Regions from separate parts of the Ovis aries genome. Here region 1 is linked to region 2. A link is a contact called in public Hi-C data. All regions are on one chromosome and are shown on one strand. Each heading gives the region's core, a stretch centred on a gene start, on an enhancer-like site or on the middle of the called end of the contact. The rest is flanking DNA. Distances are from core to core; before and after follow the strand shown. Region 1 overlaps LOC101101976 (natural killer cells antigen CD94). Region 2 overlaps LOC101123029 (C-type lectin domain family 7 member A-like).

What was found. Hi-C and Micro-C count contacts between places; a contact is called where the count stands out from the background.
Region 1: a contact with region 2 is called in a Hi-C map of liver, with 5 times the contacts expected there. The contact joins two enhancer-like sites. A contact is called at or near these places in 6 of 16 Hi-C or Micro-C datasets (blood, liver, mixed tissues and 1 more).

The regions. Positions count from the first base shown.
Region 1 is chr3:205,172,349-205,178,638 of ARS-UI_Ramb_v3.0, forward strand. It overlaps LOC101101976 (natural killer cells antigen CD94), which reads right to left. Exons shown (of 6, transcript XM_004007562.5): 5 at 5,583-5,686; 6 at 564-4,798. The coding sequence ends at 4,678. Among named protein-coding and RNA genes, the nearest start is that of KLRK1, 57 kb to the left of the region's middle. Within about 2 kb of position 1,488, at least 3 of the 54 cell types and tissues checked have an H3K27ac peak or open chromatin away from gene starts, as enhancers often do. A contact at or near this core is called in liver, where this site is marked.
Region 2 is chr3:204,713,772-204,720,089 of ARS-UI_Ramb_v3.0, forward strand. All of the region lies in intron 2 of LOC101123029 (C-type lectin domain family 7 member A-like), which reads left to right. Among named protein-coding and RNA genes, the nearest start is that of MAGOHB, 52 kb to the left of the region's middle. Within about 2 kb of position 2,965, at least 2 of the 54 cell types and tissues checked have an H3K27ac peak or open chromatin away from gene starts, as enhancers often do. A contact at or near this core is called in liver, where this site is marked.

The DNA.
Region 1 (6,290 bases), core at 238-2,737, 460 kb after region 2:
ATTGTTGCAGGTTTATCTTTATAGGTTCATTGTGTTTATACTTCAGCTATGTTCTCTATTTTCACTTTTTCATAGACAATTTTAAGGACTAATTTTCCTAACCAGCACCATAAGCATTTGGTGGTAGACTGGAGCAAGAACTCTGTCAATATTGTTGTATTTCTACTTACAGATAATTTGTTGGTTGTGGTGCTCTGTCTCTGAAGATGATGAAAGAACATGGATCTTTTATCATTTTCTTTGTTTCCTTTATTGCTTTTACAAATTACGGGGAAGTTTGAGGGATATTTGGAATCAAACAACCATCTTTGCTATATAAAACTGAGGATTTGGTAGTATTTATTAAAGTACCCTTTCTTTCAGATCTTTACTTCAAATCTATTCCACACTCGTAACCTCTAAAAGCCTGTATGGAAGACTCATAACTTCTCAGTGAATGAGCATTCTAACATGATAACCTGAGGCAGCTATGTTCTCCATGTATGCATTTGCTTTCTTATAGACTCACTGTGTTATTTTTTAGTGTTTTAACAAACAAAAGGAGCTTATAATGGCTGGAAAAATGCAAGTCTAACCATTTATTGTGCTCAATAAAGTAAAAACATACAGAGGAAGATTGTCACATTGGGTTTTACAATGCAGGTTTTAAAATAGGTAGTACAAACTGATATTAATAAGATACAACTGACTTTTTTTAAATTTTACTTTATTTTACTTTACAATACTGTATTGGTTTTGCCATACAACTGATTTTATACAGCAAAATTTGTAAGTACATTTACAACTGGTAAGATGCAACCAGGAAAAGTATAAAGTGAAGTGCAGAGTAGCACTGATGTCCACATAGTCTCCTTTTACACTTTTTTTTAATTTAAATTTATTTACTTTAATTGGAGGCTAATTACTTTACAATATTGTGTTGGTTTTGCCAAACATCAGAGCCAAAAAGAAAAACACCAATACAGTATACTAACGCATATATATGGAATTTAGAAAGACAGTAACGATAACCCTTTTAAACGTTTTGACAGGGGTTGGTGAACATTTGTCTGACCATTTGTCTTTGAAAATAAAGTGCATTTGTAATGCAGACAAACTATTAATTTATGTATTATAAATGTCTTCTTTTGCACTACAAATCACAGAGTTGAGAAGTTTCAACAGAGACTAACTTACAAAGTTGAAAATATTTACATCCATTTCTTTAGGGAAAGTTTTCCAACCCCTACACTAGGATAAAAGATGTTTCAAAAGTTCCAAAATTATGGAAATGAAAAAGTTGGTTTAAATGTTCCAAAGATTTCCAGGTTTAGTTAATTGAAGTAAATTGAAGGCTCCAATGAGAATACTCATGTAAAGCTTTTAATAAAGGCAGTGAATATAAAACAACAGGAGAAAGATAATTCAAAGAAACATCCAGAAACAAGCTACCCAATGTTCTTATTTGTCTGAAGGTATGATTCATCATCTCTCTGGATGAAACTGCTACTATTTGTGCTGATGGATGTGTGTGGAAACTTGGTTACAGGACAGCACAGGCAGTTTTCTGCTGAGACTGTCCACATGGTGAAGATTAAATATCTAACTCATTAATTCAAGCTTACGTTATCAATTAACAAATTGGTCATACATTCCACTCAGGAATTCTGAGCTTTAAAATTTCATCATTAGTCATGAGTTAATTAGTTACTTGGTTGGATAACTAACTGCTCTTATCATGGCCAACAGCCAAAAAACAATTCTCAAGTCTCTCTGGAGGTAAACAAAGAGTCCAGCTGTAAAATAACTCTATTTTCATTAAGCAGATTTAGATGTCACTTCCACGGCAGCTCAGTGGTAAAGAATTGATCTGCCGATATCTTCTGCTTCTGTTAGGTCCATTCTATTTCTGTCCTTTATTGAGCCCATCTAAACACAAAATGTTCCCTTAGTATCTCTAATTTTCTTGAAGCAATCTCTAATCTTTCCCATTCTATTGTTTTGCTCTATTTCTTTGCACTGATCACTGAAGAAGGTTTTCTTATCTCTCCATTCTTTGAAACTCTGCATTCTTTGAAAACTCTACATTCAAATGGGTATATCTTTCATTTTCTCCTTTGCCTTTAGCTTTTCTTTTTTCCACAGCTCTTTGTAAGGCCTCCTCAGACAGCCATTTTGCTTTTTTGCATTTCTTTTTCTTGTGGATGGTCTTGATCACTGCCTCCTGTACAATATCACAAACTTCCATCCATAGTTCTTCAGGTACTCTGTCTATCAGATCTAATCCCTTAAATCTATTTCTAATTTCTACTGTATAATTGTAAGGGATTTGATTTAGGTCCTGCCTGAATGGTCTAGTGGTTTTCCCTACTTTTTTCAATTTAAGTCTGAATTTTGCAATAAGGAGTTCATTATCTGAATCTCAGTTAGCTCCCAGTCTGAAATGATATGGGAGCTGAAAGGATATGGGATATAGGAGCTGATGATATGGATATGATATGGAAGCTGAAGAAAACTTCTGAGCTATCTTTAGAAGGCAACAGGAATTTTCCTTCCTCAGTGAAGACAACTTTGAAATAGATTATTCTCTGAAATTAGATATAATCTGTAACAATTAACACCTTCTGTTTCCTCATTGCTCTTGTGATATTGTAATAAATATTCATGAGTTCTCAGTAAAAAAAAAAAAAGATTGAACTATGTAAAATTCATAGAGTGATAATGTTAGAATAGCAAATTCAACCTATGCTTGAATGTGGCTACAAGAACACAGTTGATATTCATCCTTGACAAAAATTATGAAAATAGAATTTTCATAATTTTACTTATTTCCTGCATAGAAAATAAACATAGATCTATGCATAGCCTGTGTAGAAATATATTTCCTACATTTTTTTCTCCTTAGGAAAAACAAACAAACAAAATACTCAGAGTAAATTTTTTTGTGTGGGAAGAGGACAGATTGATTGGACAGTTAGAACAGAAAACTGTTTTCTTAATAAGCTTGTCTATACTGCTCTTTATAAATGCAATTTTAAAATTATATTGTTACAAAGATGACACAGACAACAAAGGCAAAACATTTTAAATATGTAGAAGGTGCAATGCATGTCCAAGTTAAATATGTGAAAGATGTTACAGCTATCCTGTGTTTTTCATAGTATAACCTAAGTGCATTTTTCCTGTCAATCTTCATACAAGAACAAAGATTTCAAGTTATATTACTATTATATCTGTATTTTTGAGAAATAAAACATGAGAGGTTCTTATCTCTTCTTGACTCTTTATATTTTGAAAATCAACCTTGAGCTCTTAATTATAATTAATTAATTGAAATACAAAAGAAGAGAACGAATAGAGACGTCAGTACAAATTTCTTTAGATATATATTCAACAGTTATTTTTTAAAAGAGGGAATGGGTTTTGATATTTCTGAGGTTGGAAAAAATCTATTCAGGTCACAAGCATCACAATTCATCATGGGCCCTTCCTTTCACTGACCCACTCAGAAACCCCTCAATAAAAAAAGCCTGCTCCCTATCCTCCTAAATACTAAATGTCCAGTATTTTATCACATGCCATTTAGGAAAAGATTTTGGGGATTGATTAAAAATTGAAATCCTAAATGCACATGTAAGAGTGGCTTTTTTTTTTTTTTACTGTCAGAGAAGCATAAGGCAAGAAAGATACTTGAAAAAACTAAAAAATAAGACTGTATATTCATGTGATCAGAGCTTGGGTTCCCCTTCCCCTTGGAAAATGTGAAGACAATCTTGTAAGATCACATACTTGGATATAACTTTCCAATTGTTCTGCAGAACTTGGTAGCATCAAGATAAGACACACAAATGTATTACTTAACCCTTGTGATACATATGAAGAAATTATTATAAGGCACTTTCAGGTCTAAATTAAAACATATAGATGAATAGATATCCACCAAAAACTTAAAACAAGCACTAAAATTATTTTTTACTTTCAGAGGAAAAAAGATGAGGGTGGGACTTTTCAACTTAGCACACCATACAAAGAACTAATATGATGTTAATATATATTGTTTGGCCTGAATTAAGTTTTATTTAAATTTCATCAGATAGAATTTCCAAAAATAGATACATAAATTGTTAAATCCATACCATATACATTGAACATTCATCAAATTATTTATCTTGACTCTATAACTTCAGGTGTAGGTACGCAAATTTCATCAAATTTAAAACACTTGGCAAAATTTTAAATTGTAACTATATATGTTGATGAATTAGACATACTGTCTCAGTTATTCTTATGTTGTATACCTAAAACTAACATAATGTTATATACCAATTGCATAAGTAAGTAAAGTCACTCAGTCATGTCCGACTCTTTGTGAACCCATGGACTGCAGCTCACCAGGCTCCTCAGTCCATGGGATTCTCCAGGCAAGAATACTAGAGTGGGTTGCCGTTTCCTTCTCCAGGGGATCTTCCTGACCCAGGGATGGAATCCGGGGTCTCCCGCATTGGAGGCAGACGCTTTAACCTCTGAGCCACCAATGATACAAAATTTACATATATATTCTCAAATACATGAAAATTATATGATTGATAAAACATAATTTGGAACATTTTAAAGATCCCAGAGGTAGGTAATACAATTTGTAACCATTCTAAGTAATATTGAATCTCCATTGCACAACACTTCTGCCCCAAGAAACATCTAAATAAGCTGTTGTTTACAGATATAACGATACTTCTTTTCACAGTGTTCATCCAAAATGCTTCCTATTGGGATATACATCATGCAGGTCTTTGGATTTACAGATTTAGGGAAAGGAAATCTGCAATGAAGAAGAAAATTTTAATAGACAAGAACAAGAAATGAAAACGTTCAAGGATGCTGTTCTTGCTAAATGACAGAATTAGGGAACGTTTAAAAGCATTTGCATGAGATGTTACATCTTGAGTCATTATCTTCTCCATTCAAGTCATTTTTCACAATTTCAGAGTACAATGTTACCAAAACACAGTATGCTCAATAATCAATAGCATTGAGGTTTGGGATTTTTTTGTTTTGTTGTTGTTTTTAATGATTTTGATATGTGTTATTCTTTGTTTCTGCGTTATTTAAAGATGTATTAACTAAGTCTAGTCCAGGAAAAAATCAGATTATAAAATTTCTCAATGCATGATGCTGTTAAATCTCATATTTAAGAATTAAAATGAGATTTGAAGCTTATAAATATACAGGAAATAAACCCAGACTATTTGAAACATGGGCCAATGCTGAGAATATTAGTCTCTACCAGAATAAGAAAAATAATGGACATACTGTTTTCTCTGGACTGCTTTCATACATGTGACAATCTATACATATGCATACATATCTAAGTGCTTGTACCAAGGCAGGAAACAAAACCATATGTCAAAAGCTCTTGAGCAAACATTTGGATGTTGTACATGCAGTTAAAAATTTTATTATGTTATATCTATTCTCTTTTTTATAGTTTCATGCCCAAAATAGGATATCTTAGTTATAATGGTCCTGGATATTCAAGTCTCTGATCAGATCCAAGGATAAACTCAAAAAGAACAGGAAAAAAGGTTTTGGTACCAGAAACTTACAGATCTTGGGAGAGAGTAGAATTGTCCTCCCACAACCAGGCATGATGTTCTTCATCGTAAGAAAGCCCAATCCAGTAAGAATTGGTATTGAACTTCATAAAATCCTGCATGGAAACAGAGACCAACATATTAATCTATTTGAATCCACTCTAGGAATCATATATGTTTAAGGGGGCCAGTGTCCAAGCGTCAGTTTTTCAATTATACACACTAAAATCATTTTTAACTTCTAATTTGGGAAAAAGAGTCAGTCACATGCTTATTATTTCTCATTCATTAAGCCCATTCATTTATGGAGGAAAAATAAAAACGACAAAAATCTCACTTCTTGAAGGAATGAAAGATGTCATAAAGGGTGTGAGAGTTTTCATGGAACACTTCCTTCAGATGGGATCAATAATCAAATCTGATCCCAAATCAACTGCATCTGGAAGGATAAATCTTTACCACAGTTTCTCCAGGAAGCTACAGAACTTTTTATTAAGAGTTGGATTATTATTTTATAATATTCTACATATTCATTTCACATTATACCCGAGTGATAGCAAATGTTGTATAATTACAAAATCAGTTATAAATTCACTTAAAGAACTAAAAGTTTAAAGTTGTTGGAATAAAAATAATGACTTACTATTTCTTCTTTGACTACTCTCCAAACAGTTTCTTATACTTTATCTGTCAGCACTCCTATAATGCAAACCTTAGAGA
Region 2 (6,318 bases), core at 1,715-4,214:
TCTGACACCACTGAGCGACTAAACCACCACCACCATTCACATCACAGCAGTTTGCTTCCTATGGGGGTGGGGGAGAGACTGGAGAAAGAAAGAGAGAGAGATGGAAATGCATTGGCTCTCTTGGGAAGAGGATTCCAAAATGGTATGGATATCAAGGGGTGGGGAATTGTGATTGGGGACCACTGTAGAGGTTGCCTGTGCTATGAGATATGCATTTGTGCATTTTATAAAATCAGGATGATTCAAATCACAAATATTAGTAAATTTTATTTTCCATTTGCAAAAGCCTTTGGCCACATTTGCAGGGATCAGTTTGCTTTTGTGAATCCCTGTTAAACTATGACCTTGAGGCCATGCCTTGTGACTCATATCTGTCTTCAGCAGGCGATAGACTAGTCACCGTGTGAAGTTCTCCAGAAATTCAGGTCGAACAAGATGCATTAATAAGTATCATTTGAAAGACTGTAAGCTTTATTTTATATGGTTGCTGAGGATAATTAGAAATCCAAATAGCAAGAGCACTTTTTGAAAACCTGTAAGACCGTTAATAGTCACCATAATTTTGCTGTTTCCAAAGGGGCTCCTCCACTTCTGCTTTTGTAATTTTGTATTATGGCCACCAGATGGCATCGTCGTACAAATCAAGTTCCGAAATTAAGCTGCTTCAATTTGAAAATGTCTTACTCATAAGAATAAAGAAATACATTCTCATAAGCTGCTACTTGGAATGTTAGTAGACTAGCATTGCAAATATATTTGGCAAAATATATCTGTAGTATTAAAAATGCTAACACTTTTTGAACTAATGATTCCACTTTAGAGATCTGTCTTCAAAAAATAATACATATGAACAAGATACTACACAGTTTGATTTTTTTAAATCTCAGTATTATTTGACTTGCCAAATACTAGGAAAATCTAGTATCCAACAATAGGAGAAAGGTTAAATATATATATTACCCTACAATTGAAAAATACAAAAATTTAAAAATTATATTTATGAATATTCAAAATGTAAGAAATGCTCCTGATATAATGTTAGTTGAAAAATCATAAAATAATGTGTAACTCCTCCTATGCACAAAATATACACATAAAATATGGAAAGGAAACATATTAGCATAATTTTATAACGAGATTTTAACTTTTTTTCTTCATATTTTCCTTGTTGTTCCAATTTTCAGTAATGAGTAGCTGGAAATAGCATCATATTTTTTAATAAGCAGAAATCAAGTGTAAGAACAAAGAAGGGAATAAAAATTTTTGTGCTAATCATAATTAAAAATTCTGTCCTCTACTATGTTAAACCATAAAAATATTCATTTATCTAATGATTATCTAGTGTTTTTTATATGTCAGACATCACACTGGGTGATGATTATACAAAAGAAAATAAGACACAGTTTTTACGGTCAACTTGGAGAGAGAGACATATAAACAGATACTATATAAAGTACTGTGACAGGTGCAATGAATAAGACTTTTAATGGTCTGGTACATTTTCTTTCTTTCATTCATTAATCTCAACTCTCCCAGGTTTTTTTCCCCTACATTTCACGGGGCTTGCAGGATCCTAGTTCCCAGACCAGAGATGGATTGAACCTGGACCCTCTCAGTGAAAGTGCAGAGTCCTAAACCCTGGACCAGGACATTCCCTCCGTTCTCCATTTTGGTCTCCAACATTTGATTTGTGACAGTGATTTACTGAACTATACACATATTTTTCATTAAGAATTTCCAAGAACAGCCATGACACACAAGGAAATAATATTTACATTATCTATCCAGTGGTTATGAGTACCATTCTGTTGGCAAAGATATTATCTACCTGTGAGAAATGGATTGTTGCTGCTGTGATTAAGGTGGAGGATGATATAGAACAGCTGCTATGAAAAACTTGCTTGTCTGAGGTTACCAGCATTTCGATTGTGAGGCTGAGATGAGTTTTAGTAACAAATTTTCAAAAGGTTTTCCCTCTTCTCTGGTTCAGCACAACAGAGTGTATGTGTGAAGAAGGAAAACACGTGGGCAGCTCTTTTTGGAGAGGCATTACCCTTTTGAAAAAAGCCCTGTATTTTGGGTTGCTTTTCTTCTCTTTAGAGGGATGTGACTGCATGAGTATGGACTAGCACTGGGATGAGAAATTCTGAGCCCCGCAGGCCGCTAAAGTATGCTGGACTGTGGGCCTGAGGGTGTGTTAGGGAGATTGGGGTGGTGGGAGGGGGTGGGGGTGAGGGTGGGAGGGGGATCTTTTTCCCCAAGAATAACAGGAGGTCTGATCCATGGCCTTTCACTTACTAAACATTTAAGATGCAGTACTGATGAGAGAGATATTGGACAATTGTTTTGAAGGCAGAATAGTGAATGGAAATGCTCTCAACAAAGCACAACTTTCCTTATGTCCAATGGAAAAAAATGCACAACGTGTTGTGAGTTGAGTTTTATTTGGGCCAAATGAGCACTGCAGCCCAGGAGACAGCATGTCAGATAGTTTTGAGAAACTGCTCCAAAGAAGTGGGGAGTAAGATCAGCATATATACATACACATATTAGTAAAGGGGGGGTTTGTGTAGTTAAGCACACATTTTTTGGCAGAGGTTTGCTACTAGTCACAAGAAGGTTGCTGCTAGTCAAGAGGAGCAATCTCTCCTTTAATGATTTTAGTGCTTCCCTAGATATCAGAAGATGTAAAAAATTGGGCTCATAAACTCTTCTAAAAATATCTAACTATATGAAGGCCTGTTCCGCCAGTTTTTCTTAGAGCACAGGGGGCTCATTCCTGATCTCCACCTTGGACTCCTTTCAGAGTCTGTTCAAGGTCAGGACCGCAGGGGCCAGTGACTTCATCCTTGTGAGAACCGGATGGTGAACTACAATTTTTAGCTGGCACTAATTTAGGCTGCAAACGGTGCTGGAGCTTGGTGGTTCTCTCCTCACCCCACATCGTTCTCTAGAAACGCCCCGCCTGCCTACTTTTAGACCCCTGAGCTAGCCACTTCCTCTCTCTTCACTCATTTCCCGATAGTGTGAGCTCATACTGGTCATCTGGAGGCAAAAATCTAGTCTGCCCAGTTTGTTCCTGTCTCTCATAATTAAATTTTGTGCATGATAGCTCTTGAATGCAAAAAGCAAAATGATTTTGTGGAAAGTCCAGTATTTTTGTTTTGGTTTTTGGAATTTCATGAAACATTTTCTGTTATTAACAGAAAAGTAGGATGAGAATGTGCACATAATAATTCTCATTAAGTTAATGTACACTTTATTCTTTATCTGTAAAGGTGAAAGTGAAGTGAAAGTGTAGGTCACTTAGTCATGACTGATTCTTTGTGACCCCATGGACTGTAGCCCACCAGGTTCCTCTGTCCATGGGATTTCTCAGACAGGAATACTGAAGTGGTTTGCCATTTTCTTCTCTAGGTGATCTTCCCAACTCAGGGATGGAACCTGGGTCCTCTGCATTGCAGGCAGATTCTTTTATCATCTGAGCCACAAGGGAGCTCTTTAAAAGTAAATATAAATATTCTACATAAAGTCACATATATGGATTTGTGTGTGCTTTTGTGAGTCACTTAATGCTCCTACATCTGAGTGTCTTCATCAATAAAATGATGAAAACAATCTATTATCAAGTTTGTTGAGAAACAGATGAAGTGGCTTAAGTGGGACAGCAACAATAACAAAAATAACCCCAAACTCTCCCAAACTATGCTTGACATATGGATTTTCTAAATGCTAGTTTGCTTCACTTAGTAAACAATAGACGATAGATGACAGCAAAAAGAACTGGCTCACACTTATTCATCTCTGAGCAAAGAAGAAAAACTACTCTAAAAACACAACAGGGGCTTCCCAGGTGGCTCAGTGTTAAAGAATTCACCTGCCAGTGCAGGAGATGCAGGAGACACAGGTTGGATCCCTGGGTTGGGAAGATCCCCTGGAGAAGGAAATGGCTACCCACTGCAGTATTCTTGCCTGGAGAATTCCATGGAGAGAGGCGCCTAGTGGTCTACAGTCCATAGGGTCACAAAGAGTTGGACAGGACTGAGCACGTACGCATGAAACAACAATTTCTGGGATCAAACACTCCATTTGCAATCATCAGACACTTTAATAAAATATCAGATTCTCATGTGTACGTTTCTTACTGTTACTGTACTGGAATCCATTCTTAAGAGGCCAAATTTAAAGTGAGCCAGGGATTTAAAGGTAGATCTCAAATCAGTAATATTTAAAAGTTTGTTTCATTGTTTCATTGTTTCTAGACCTTGCAGGAAAGTGAGGAAAGAGAGGAAGTACTTGTCAGGGTCACCCTGCCTTGCACAGTGAAATGTACATCACCCTGAGCCTTGCAGTGCCGTGAGCTCCTTGAGTTTGAGACTTCCTGTGTGGTTTTAGCTCAGATAGTGAGGTACCTCTAGCTACTTTTCTTCCTCTGCTGAGCTAGATATGTTGACAACCTCTCAGGAAGTCTCGGTCTATTTTTATATTTCATTTTCGTAGAGCATTTTGCTATGTCTTTTAGAATGTATTTTAATTGTCCTCATGATGGTGGAGGGTCAGATTGAGACAGACAAACAGCAGGTGATCTAAAACTCACTTATGTGTTATTTAATTATCATTTGAATTTTACTATTGTTTCAAATACACTTTGATAAAGCAATGTCCAACGATGACATTCCCTGAGCTTTAGCTAATTCATAACCAAAGAAAGTGGGCTAAGAAGGGTGAGGTGCGGTAGGAAATTAGGTGAGCATGAAAAATTGCAAATGTAAACTCACTAAGAGGAGAAGTCACCAGGGTGTATCACTGAACAGTGAGTTCAGGGCTTCATCTTTATTTAGGCTGAATTGAATCTCTCTAGCATCATGCTTGATCTTGGTGTATTGCTATCAAGTGAGCAACAATGCTCTATTAGTCTGGACCTGGAGTTTACCTTTTTCAGGTATCAAAACTTGAGATGAAGGCAAAAACATAGAGTTGCAATTCAGCCTGGTTGTTATTCTTTAAAAACATAATGGGAAGTGGCATAAATGATTCAACATATTCCCTCCCATTTTGTATCTAGGTTAAGAAAGATTTTTATCTTTAGGTACATCCTTACTTTTGAACTATGATTAACCTCTGGGTTATTCAACCTTTTGGTTTCTCATTTTTTTTGTTTCTCCTACATATGGGCTTAAAGGGAAGGACTGTTAATAGCTGTGACTCATTTGCTTCCAATGTTAGCATCAGTGGATTTCAAACTTTAGCTTGCATCAGAATGATCCGGAGAATTTGTGAAAATACAGAATATTGAGCTCCATCTCAAGAGTTTCTGATTCAGTGATTCTGGGGTGTGGCTACGAAATATGCATTTTTAACAGTTCTTAGGTGATACAATGCTTCTGGTCCCAGGGATGGTGCTTAAGGACCTCTGCTCTTGTTTATTTTTAATTATTTCACAGTGGAAGTATTTGATTTTGTTGTTGTGTAGTTGCTAAGTCCTATCCTACTCATTTACAACCCATTAATTATGTTAACCAATGCCCTCTGAGTGCATCAATCTGAGAATTCCTTTCTTGGAATTGCATTCTTAAACAAGAGAAATTGCTGTATATTTCTTCAGAAAAGGTTCCAACTAGCATTTCCATTTCAATGCTATGTCTTTTGATTGTTATTTCCCTGATATAGTCTGCTCTCAGAATGAAAGTTTCTATATCTTTTCTCTTATTAAGGTTCATTCTTTTATTCTGTTGTAGAATTTTCCTTCTTCTCCTGTTCACATGGGAATTATTGTTAGAACTACTGTTAGTTGCTCAGTTGTGTCTGACTCTTTGTGACCCATGGACTGCAACTGGCCAGGCTCCTTTGCCCATGCAATTCTCCAGACAAGAATATTGGAGTGAGTAGCCATTCCCTTCTCCAGGGGATCTTCCCAACCCAGGGATTGAACCCAGATTTTCTGCATTAGCAGGCAGATTCTTTCCTCTCTGAGCCACCAGGGAATTTGTAAACAAGAAGTTCAGTTCACTTCCATTTTGGTCAGGTGTCAGAATTATCCTTTCATGATTCCAACCCCTCGCAAGGTATCCAAGTTTCCCACCTTCTCTTGAGGAGAGCTTAAAAGTGTTCAGAACTGTAAGTTGCCCAAAGAAATTAGATAGGTGGTAGGAAATGGATGCTCTTGGACAATTGGGTCATTTCTTCCTTTCTGCCCCATTATGTCGAAAGGGTATCTTATTAGTTCCATTCTCATTTCATCTTGTGCTCTGCTTTCCTGCTTTTCTCTTCCACAGCGCTTAGGGAAAAATACCAACCTCAACAAGTACCTCCACTTTA